Linked DNA regions of Mus musculus: region 2 is linked to region 1. The links are chromatin contacts, called in public Micro-C maps. All regions are on one chromosome and are shown on one strand. The core of a region is the stretch at or near the end of the contact, and the rest is flanking DNA. Distances in the headings are between cores, read along the strand shown. Region 1 holds the start of Btbd8 (BTB (POZ) domain containing 8). Region 2 holds the start of Rpl5 (ribosomal protein L5).

What was found. Hi-C and Micro-C count contacts between places; a contact is called where the count stands out from the background.
Region 2: a contact with region 1 is called in a Micro-C map of embryonic stem cells, with 3 times the contacts expected there. The contact joins the promoter of Rpl5 here to the promoter of Btbd8 in region 1. A contact is called at or near these places in 1 of 39 promoter capture datasets (stem cell-derived epiblast-like cells), 2 of 484 Hi-C or Micro-C datasets (CD4 T cells and embryonic stem cells) and 2 of 115 datasets of contacts at active chromatin or transcription factors (large pre-B cells and trophoblast stem cells).

Annotation. Positions count from the first base shown.
Region 1 is chr5:107,434,955-107,439,789 of GRCm38.p6, reverse strand. Btbd8 (BTB (POZ) domain containing 8) reads right to left here and starts at 1,860. Exons shown (of 18, transcript NM_001378266.2): 1 at 1,645-1,860. The coding sequence starts at 1,793. Lpcat2b (lysophosphatidylcholine acyltransferase 2B) reads right to left here. Exons shown (of 2, transcript NM_027599.3): 2 at 4,751-4,835.
Region 2 is chr5:107,898,258-107,903,092 of GRCm38.p6, reverse strand. Rpl5 (ribosomal protein L5) reads right to left here and starts at 2,565. Exons shown (of 8, transcript NM_016980.2): 1 at 2,447-2,565; 2 at 1,154-1,223; 3 at 956-1,071. The coding sequence starts at 2,449.

The DNA.
Region 1 (4,835 bases), core at 611-3,110:
ACTCTATTGTAGGAATCCAAGGTCAACAGATTCCAGCCAATTTAGCTTTTTTGTTAAACTGCCTACTGTGCAGACCTCCCCTCCAGTTAACTGCTCAAGTTCTGTTACAGTGTTTGCTTGTGCAAAATTCCCCCTGCAGCTGCACAATACAGGGGAAGTGGCTTTAAAAGCCCCTCACCTAAATGCTTGGGAGTACACTTAGGTCCCAGCCAATAGGAACAAATACTTTCAATTGGCTAGAAACTGTGTCTGAGTAGTCACCACTGGCAAATGGGCTCCTCTAACAACAGAAACCTGCCTGCTTTTCTGAGTCCTAACTCAAAGCATAAGGTTTTCTTTTCCTTTCTATCCTTTTCTTTTAGACACTGGCCCATACACTCTGGACTTTCTCACTGTTCTTTGGAAGTAGCTCACACATCACACAGCAGCTGTTCTCCACTGGGTAGCCTACCAGCTTTCTTAGACCTGATATAAAAGGCACGGCTTTCTCTTCCCCATGCTTCCAGGCAGCTGATAAGACATGTAGCTTGCCTATTGACTCTGTTTTTAAAATCATTTTATTAATGAGACTATGAAGACTATGAAGAAGAGGACCTCAGCTTTTTTTCCCGATAAACATATGAGCTCAACGTGAAGATCCCCAAATTTCCACAGTTGTTCACAGTAAGATTTGTAGAATAAAGCCAGGTGTGGTGGCAGATGCCTCTAATGACAGGCAGAGGCAGGCTGATCTGTGATCCTGGTCTAGAGAGTGAGTTCCTGAACAGTCTGGGCTACATTGAGAAAAAACAACCCAAAAAACAAAACAACGAAACCCAAATAAGCAAACGAAAGTATTGTGCAATAAGAGAGAAATGATCCAGAGGTTAGCAGCATTGCTCTTGCAGAGGGCCTGGGTTTGGTTCTCATCACCCACACTATTATAGAAAGAATACGCATTCCCAGTAAGAAATCACTCCCGCACTTATCACAGGTCTGCGTATGGCTAATTAATGCCTAAGGAAGAGCTGGCCTTGAGTAAATTTTTACTAACTTATATACACACCTTAGGAGATGCATTTTCATATATGCCGTCATCTTTAAATCGAGTTCCAGCCCCAGTCTGCACTTTGAACAATTTAAATAGAGACAGGAGTCTGCAAGTCTGACCACTTGGGTGGATGGGAGGTTTGCACAGCAGAGCTATTGCCAGAATTATTTTCAGTACAGCAGTATGTGTTTCCCCCACTAGTTGATGGCCGGGTTCATCTTGCCCACCTGTCAGAATTATGCCTTCCCTGCTAAGAGCATAGAGGAATTAATGGTAGCTGTGACCCTGAGCTGCCCCGTTAAAGGCACACGGTTCGGTCCTTCATGTCAAGAAAACACTCGTTTTCCTAATTGAATAATTTTTCTTCCAACTTTTTAAAGACATGGTATGTGTTTCAGGGTCTGGACGCAGCCCGAACTCAGCAACAGCCACTGCCGGTGTGTGAACCTTAGAAACACTGGTTGCAACGCATCGTGTAGGTCTAATTTTTGTCCTCCTTCTGAGTGCCTAGACACCGGTTCCTTGGGTCGGGCTGAGCCTCCTTGGGAGGGAGGCGCCCAGCGAGACTGCAGCGAGGCGGGGAGGGAGTGAGCAGCGCTGCTCCCGCCTCCTACCTGAGCACGTCGCGGCTGAGCTGCTCCGACACCGCCGCCTTCAGCCGGCGCCGCTCCCCGGGCCCCTTCCTGGGCAGCCCCTTCCTGCCATGCCCCGGGGAACTCAGAAGGGCCACCGGGGCCGCACCTCCCGCTCCACAGTGGGCCATGTCGGCCGCAGAACCCCGGTGCCAGGCCGCGCTGGACCGGTACGGGGGCGTTCCCGAGCCCAACAGCGCGCAGCCGAATCCGCCCCGGAAGGAAAATTCCCGCCCCCACCTAGTTTGCAGCCGGTCCCTAAATGCTGCGGACCAGGCACCGCGCGCCTAGGACTCAAAGCCCGTAGCCACGTGACCGGGCGCTGCTGCGCAGGCGCACTCGCTCTGTTTACATTGGCCTGTTTGCGCCCTCCTAACTGACCTGAAGGGAAGGTCCCCAGAGCTGTAATCTGTTCTTTCTTCTTACTGGTTGGTGTTAAGTCAACCGTTTAATGAGTGTTATGGAGAAGTGACTTGAAATCAATGTGAGAAGAATTTGTATGTGTTCTTTCTGGGGTGTCTGCATCCTCTGCCCTCTTTATGAAAGATGGGGGTTGGGGGTAAGGTGGGGGATGGGATCACAAGAGTTTTCCAGTAGTGAGTATTAATGTCCTGAGCAAGGAGGTAGATAGGCATAGTTGGTATAGCACAAGTTATATTTTAGTATGCCGAGGGTCATCACATAAGGTTCATGCCCTAAATTCCTATGGTCCCAAGGCCATCTCCCTAAGGCTGCTTAACTGGGTGATGTATCTTAGCTGAAGGTTATATAAGGGTCCATGATTCGCCAAGGAATGATACCTAGGACTCAAATAGTATGTAAACACAAAGAGTGTTTTATTCTACAGAAGTCCAGCATGCTGGGGTCTCCCATTACCAAGACAGAGACAATCAAGTGAGCTCGCAGGCCTGATTTAAGCACATTAGGGGATTCTGGGATAGATAACCTTCATCTTGCTCCATCTCTAAGAATATTCCGTTACCAGGGTGTGGGGGATGGAAACTGTTGTTGACCCTTTGCCCTTGCTTCAGGCCAGGTGGCAGGACAGCTTCTGATGGCAGGGCAGTTTCTGACCAGCTGCCTAAAGCCAGGGTTTTTTTCTAGTAACTGACTTGCCTGGGCTTGCCTGGATTTGCCCAGTTCTTAGGCCTAGTCTCCTGGACTGCCAATTTGAAGCCTGTCATGGAGTCAGCCTGTATCAGACGACTCTAACAGTCTTTGATTAAGGGTCAGGATCCTGGGAGAGACTCTCCAGCCACAGGGCAGACTCTTAATCTCTGTTTACATTCTATCTACTGGCGTCAACGGGATTCTAGGGCTGTGTCTAATTATCTAAGTGGTGCCACTAGGTTTTGGTTATCAGGTGCAGCCTTGAGTTCAGTGGAATTCCTGGCTAAGCTATTTTTACAAATCTAAAATGCATGTTTTTTTGTTTTGTTTTGTTTTGTTTTGTTTTACTGTGCTCATTACACCTACTTAGCTTTGAGGAATAAATGATTTGGATTAAGAAAATGTGAAGGGCCAGGCGTGGTGGCACACGCCTTTGATCCCAGCACTTGGGAGGCAGAGGCAGGCAGATTTCTGAGTTCGAGGCCAGCCTGGTCTAAAAAGTGAGTTCCAGGACAGCCGGGGCTACACAGAAACCCTGTCTCGAAAAACCAAAAAAAAAAAAAAAAAAAGTGAAGGTTAACCCTCTCATGATTCACAGCTTCCTGTTTTCATGCCTAACTCCACTGCCCCATCTGGTTTCATATCACAACTATTAAGTTATCTGCCATTTTTTTGAGGGCTTCCCCACCCCAATAGTCCTTAAATTGTAAGGCTTTTATACTATTCTAAGTCGAGCGTGTGGCTCTAAAGACTCCAAGCTAGGATCTGCTTTTATTAATGCAAATGTGCGATATGTCAGGCCCAAATGAAATTCCATCTCTCCAAATTCTGGTGGTTAGACAAAAGTCCAGCATTCCTCGGGAACTTGTGAAGCCATTTGTGGTGTGTGTTAGCATACCAAAGTTCATGTTGGCCTCCAGGCTCCCTCATTATCACAAGTACCTGTTACATATTTCAGAGTTCGTGTCAACATGCTGCCCTTCTTACCTCCTCCACAACAGTAAATGTCTCCAGCTCATGGGCTTACCCTGCTATTTTGGCTATGCTCTCCCCCCACCCCACCCCTGCTTTCCCCCACCCTCTTCTTTCCTACTTCCTTCCCTCTGCTCTCCTTCCTATCTATCAATCTCTCTATCATCTATCTATCTCAGTCATCTATCTATCTATCTCTGTTGTTCCTGCTTCTCTCAAGCCCAGTTTCAGTCTGCTGATCATGTTCAGCCTACCCCTCCCCCTGCTCTAGACTCTTCCAGATGCCTCTAGCTGTTCTCTCCCACATTTCTGTAATAAAACCTTCCCCTTAACCATGCCATGCCATCCATTTATAAAGTGTTCTTATTTCTGCACCCAAGTTACCTCCATATATATTTTCCCAATTCCATGCATTTACATGCAAATTACGTCATTACATTTTTTTCTTTACAGCTAAGTAAATTTCCATTATGTATTGTCAGGTCCAAAGGGTACCCTAAAACACCCCATAAGGTCAGGCCCCTGGCTTGGTCCAAAATTGAGTCTAAGTTCAGCTCAAGCTGGATTGTAGAAATATTTCTGTCACTTAGATTAAATATTTCTCAGGAAGTTGTGAACTAGATTCCTTGTAAGCCAAAAAGGAGTCATTTCCATTGCCTCTGGTAGAAGTGGTATAGTTCTCTATTGACATACATCTGTGGGATCCCTATCAGCAGATCAAAATCCATCCAGGCTCCTACAGTTCCCTATTCACAAGCACCTGGTATAAATGTCAGTATCCATACTGGCCTCCGAGTCCTACTCACCCCCCACAACCCCTCTTCCTGCACTGTGCTAGTTTCTAGGCTATTGCAGCTCACAGGCTTCCCTCCTCCTGGATACCCATCCATTCTCTCAGAAATCCTAGGGAGTCCCAGTAGAGAGCCACTATATAATACCTGGAAAACCAGGGCCCCCTTCTTGGAGTTCTTAATTTCATGTTAAAATAATTTAAGAATGAAAACAGGAGCTTGAGGACAGTTTATTATCAATGAAAAGGAAAACCCCAACGCAAGCTGTAAATCTTTTTAAGTCTAAGTCTGTTTGCTTGG
Region 2 (4,835 bases), core at 1,316-3,815, 460 kb before region 1:
ATGTTAGAACTCAATTATAATAGCTCTTTCTAAATACTGAAGGCATTATTTATGGTGGGTGAGTTGGTGAAATCATAGGTGCCTTTAGAAGTCAACAAACTGGGCAGGAGATGATCTCAGACTAGATCCTGAGCTCATGGCTATATTGCAAGATTCTTTCAAGGCTGGCCTGGTCTACAAAGAATTACAGGTCAGCCAGGGTCATACAGTAGGACCCCATCTCAAAAAAGGGCACCTTTAATCCTAGCCCTGGGGAGGTAGAGGCAGGCAGAGCTTTAAATTCAAGGCCAGCCTGGTCTACAGGCAACAGCCAAGGTTAACTAAATAAAGATCCACCACCACCAAAGTCAGGTCTCACTTACTTAAAAGTATCTTTTGAGCTAAATTTAACCAAGTCTTAGACACTTCATCCTTAATTATCAGAACACCAGACAACCCCACCTTCAGTTAACAAAGTCACAAAAGGCAAGTGCACCTATCTCCTGACCAGCAAATTTTTATTGTAAAAGCCCTGAATACAGGGACTGCCATTTTTAAAGGGCTTTCAAAGTGGAAGACATTTTTGTGTATTTTAAAACCTATTTCAAACAGTAAATAGAAATAGCTTGTCATGCTGGGATGACAGATGAGCAACCCTGCCTGGCAACAAGAGTCCTACCACCCTATTACCAGCCTTTTTAAATCAGTAAAATGGCACACAAGCCCATAAAGTAAGCACCAGGAGTTAATGCGTGACAGATGAAGGTAATTGGAAGACTATTCATATCAACAGATTTCCCAGTCCTCCTCTCAAATTCCATAATGGAAATTAAGCAAAGCCAGGATTTCCAAACCTTCCCCCCACCCCCACCCCCCCCACCCGCCACTGAAATCTACTAACACAAGAAAATAGTCTCTCCCAAAAGTTAGAGTTGATGCGTCTGACCACACTACTCAAGTCTAGGACATAACTCACCTGGCAGATGATATCTCTGTTAGTTACACGAACTATCATCCTATATTTGGGTGTGTTGTACTTATTCTTGTCCTGGATCACCAATCGTTTTCGAGCATAGTAGTCAGTTTTACCCTCTGCAAGGGGAAAAAAAAATTTAACCAGGGAAGGTTCCACCTTGAAACAGTCTTCAGAAACTAAAACAGAAAAAGTTCATACCTCGCCGCCTTCGAAATCTCACTTGGTATCTTTTAAAGTAGGCCTTATTCTTGACAACTTTCACAAACCCCTTTAAAGGAAAAAAAAAATTATCAGGGCTTTGCTAATTGTTTCGTCCCATGACTTTTTTCTTTTGATACAGGCCAACTATGTAGCCCAACATGACCTAGCATTTGGTAGTTTCTGAGCGCCGAATTAATAGGCAAGAACCACCTGGGTTTTGGTCTGTATTTTTTTATTTAACTATGTAACAAAATCATGCCCAAGTTTCAAAAGCAAATTATTACAAGTGTCAACTTCTATAGCATGTTTCTAAGCTGACCGGAAACAAGAATCGCTGTTGTGCAGTGCTCAACCTTTAATAAGGTTAGTTCCTCATGCTGTGGTGACCCTTCCCCAAACCATAAATCTCGTTGCTGCTTCGTTAATTTAATCTTGTAGTTATTCATCGTTAATACAAATATCTGACAGATGGGTTAAGAACCAGATGGAGAACTGCTGTTGCACTGGTTCTCTTCGCCAAACACACCTAACTAAGCCTCAGAAAACACGTAAAGATGGCTGGGCGGAATAGGGCACCGACCCAAGTCGCTCCATCCACAACTGCAGGCTCCTTACTACAACTTGCAGGTACAAAGACATTTTCGTACTGCCTTTAAACAATCTTTCAATTCCTGTACCACTGATCGATCCCTACGCCAAACCGCCGGGATGTATCACCTACACCGGAGCCAATCTGTGCCGACAACTGCACACCTCACCGAGAAAGTTCAACCACTCGGCGCTCACTTCCTCCCTGCCTAAACCGGGCTCAAATGGCAGAGTACGATCTACAATTACTCCTCGCAAATGAAGAGCTGCACCCCACCTCTCAAGTCCGATCTCAGCAAATCTCTGAAAACAGGGCCAGACTCTGGCCAGGAAGAGCCAGGGGCCGCCACATCCCTTCCGGGACGCAGCAGCGCCACGGCCTCCACTGACAGACACTCCCGGCTTCAGGGCTCTGTGCGAGGCCGAGGGATTCGGGCTTCCGTGGCACGGCCTCCTGACGACCCCGGAGACAACTGCGGCTGGCAGCCGGACTCGGAAGCCTCGTCCCGAGCACCCTCCGCCGCGGCCCCTCCCCCGGCTGGCACCCGGCAGCCATTAGGCCACGCTGGAACGGCGGGCGCAGAGCCGGGAATCGAATGCCATCTGCCCCCCGGGTCGCACGAGCCGACCCCGAGCGGGCATCCGCGAGAGGAGGGGGCACCCCGGTGCACGCACGGGCCTGAGACCCAGATGCCCACTCACCATCCTGCGGAATAGAGACCCGCAACCGCGGCTCCACGCAGACCTGCAGAGTCGGCCGCGCTAAGGGGGAAAAAGACCGGAGTCACGTACGCATGCGCAGTATGTAGCACCACCAGCACGCAAGCGACGTGAGAAAGAGTGGCTGTAGGCCTCAAGATGCGCGGGCTATCGCCCCCTGCCGGTAGGAGGATGAATGTCATCTTCCTCCTCTCAACGAGCATGGAGGATGGGCGATGAGAAAGGGAAATAGAGGCTTTTTGCGAGGACTTTTTTTTTTTTTTTTTTGGGGGGGGGGTGGTTTTTCGAGATAGGGTTTCTCTGTGTGACCCTGGCTGTCCTGGAACTCACTCTGTAGACCAGGCTGGTCTCGAACTCAGAAATCAGCCTGCCTCTGCCTCCCAAGTGCTGGGATTAAAGGCGTGTGCCACCACTACCGGGCAGGAGGACATTTTTAAAAACACGCTCGGCATGCACGCACACACACCACACTTATATAATTATTTTTCTAAGCAGGAGGGGGTAAAAATTAAGTTAAATACATGAATTTGCCTATGCTGAAATCTTGCCTTCTCCATGACTTGACTCACTTCTGGAATATATATTTCGGAATTCCCAGCACACAGGGCCGCCGGGAAGCTCAGCCTCAGAGCCTCAAGTTTGAGTTAGAAGAGACTCTTCTGCCTTTGCATAGCATCTTGACATCTGCTTCAAGCATACTTTTCATTCTCCAGCACTTCTCAGAGTGCTGACCTCCAGTCAATTCTTAGTTACCTGTTACATGGTGAAAACAAAACAAAACCCACTGCACTCTCCTGTTGCCTTTATGCTTCCATTGTCCCCAGAATTCCTGACATTATGAGCGCCGCCTCCTCCATCACTCTTAGTCCCCTTCCTCAAGAAGTTTCTTTTTAGGACTGGGTGTGCAGCTAAGAATTGCAGCCTCAGTACTTAGAAGGGAGAGGAAAAAGAATCAGAAAGTGCAAGGCTAGCCTAGGCTACCTAGTGAATTGGAAGCCAGCCTGGGCTGCCTGAAGGAAAAGAAATGCATACAAACAATTATTTAAACACGTGAAAGAACAGTTATAAGGCTGAGAGCTTTAGAAAGTCTAAAAAAAGTCTGAGAGCCGGGCAGTGGTGGTGCACGACCTGGGAGGCAGAGGCAGGCAGATTTGAGTTTGATGCCAGCCTGGTCTACAAAGTGAGTTCCAGGTCAGCCAGGGCTACACAGAGAAATCCTGTCTCGGAAAACCAAAGTCAATGAGAATGCAATTTGAAAATTGCTTCCCTAGCCGGGCGTGGTGGCGCACGCCTTTAATCCCAGCGCTCGGGAGGCAGAGGCAGGTGGATTTCTGAGTTTAAGGCTAGCCTGGTCTACAGAGTGAGTTCCAGGACAGCCAGGGCTACACAGAGAAACTCTGTCTCAAAAAACAAAACGAAACAAAAAAAAAAAAAAAAAAAAAGAAAAGAAAAGAAAGAAAGAAAAGAAAAAACAAAACAAAGTTGCTTCCCCAAATTCTGTGTACCCAATTATTTTTAGCAATAGCATTTTATGACACTGGTGCTCAGATTTTGGAGGGGCAGTGGGACTCCTTAAAAATATTTGTATTTTTATGGATAGCTCAGCAGGTAAAAGTGATTGCTATACAAACCTGATGTACTGACGTCAGACCCCCGGAACCCTTATGGAAAGCCAGGAATGGAGTATGTACCTGTAATCCCAGCATTCCTGTGGTGAGATTCCAGGTTGAAGCCGAATCCCCTAGAAGTGTGTGGGTCAGCAGCAGCAATCAATAGAAAATGTCCTACAGCTGGATCTCATGTAGGCATTTTTCTCAGTGGAGGCCACCTCCTCTCTAATGATTCAGATCTTGGAGTTTCCCAGCTCCCACAAGGCAGCTCACAACTTTCTGAAACCCCAAAATCTAACACTCACACAGACACACATCTAGGCAGAACACCAAATAAAATAACACATTAAATAAACAGACAAACAAATGATAAAATGCTCATAATAAAATAATAAATAAAACACACATCAAATAAAAATAAATACTTTTTAAAAAAAAGTGTGCTCAGTTATTGTACTAGCTGGTTTTCTGTTTCAACTTGACACAAGTTAGAGTCATCAGAGAGGAGTTGAGAAAATGCCCCCATGAGGTCCAGCTGTAGGGCATTTTCTTGGTTGGTTGTTGATGGAGTAGGGCTCAGCTCATCCTGGGTGGTTCTATCCCTGAGCTGTGGTCCTGGGCTCTAAAAAAAAAAAGCAGCAGAGCAAGCCAGTAAGGAGTACCTCTTCATGGCCTCTGCATCAGCCTCTGTCTCCAAGTTCCTATCCTGACTTCCTTTGTGGAAGTGTAAGCTGAATAAACCCTTTCCTCCCCAAATGGCC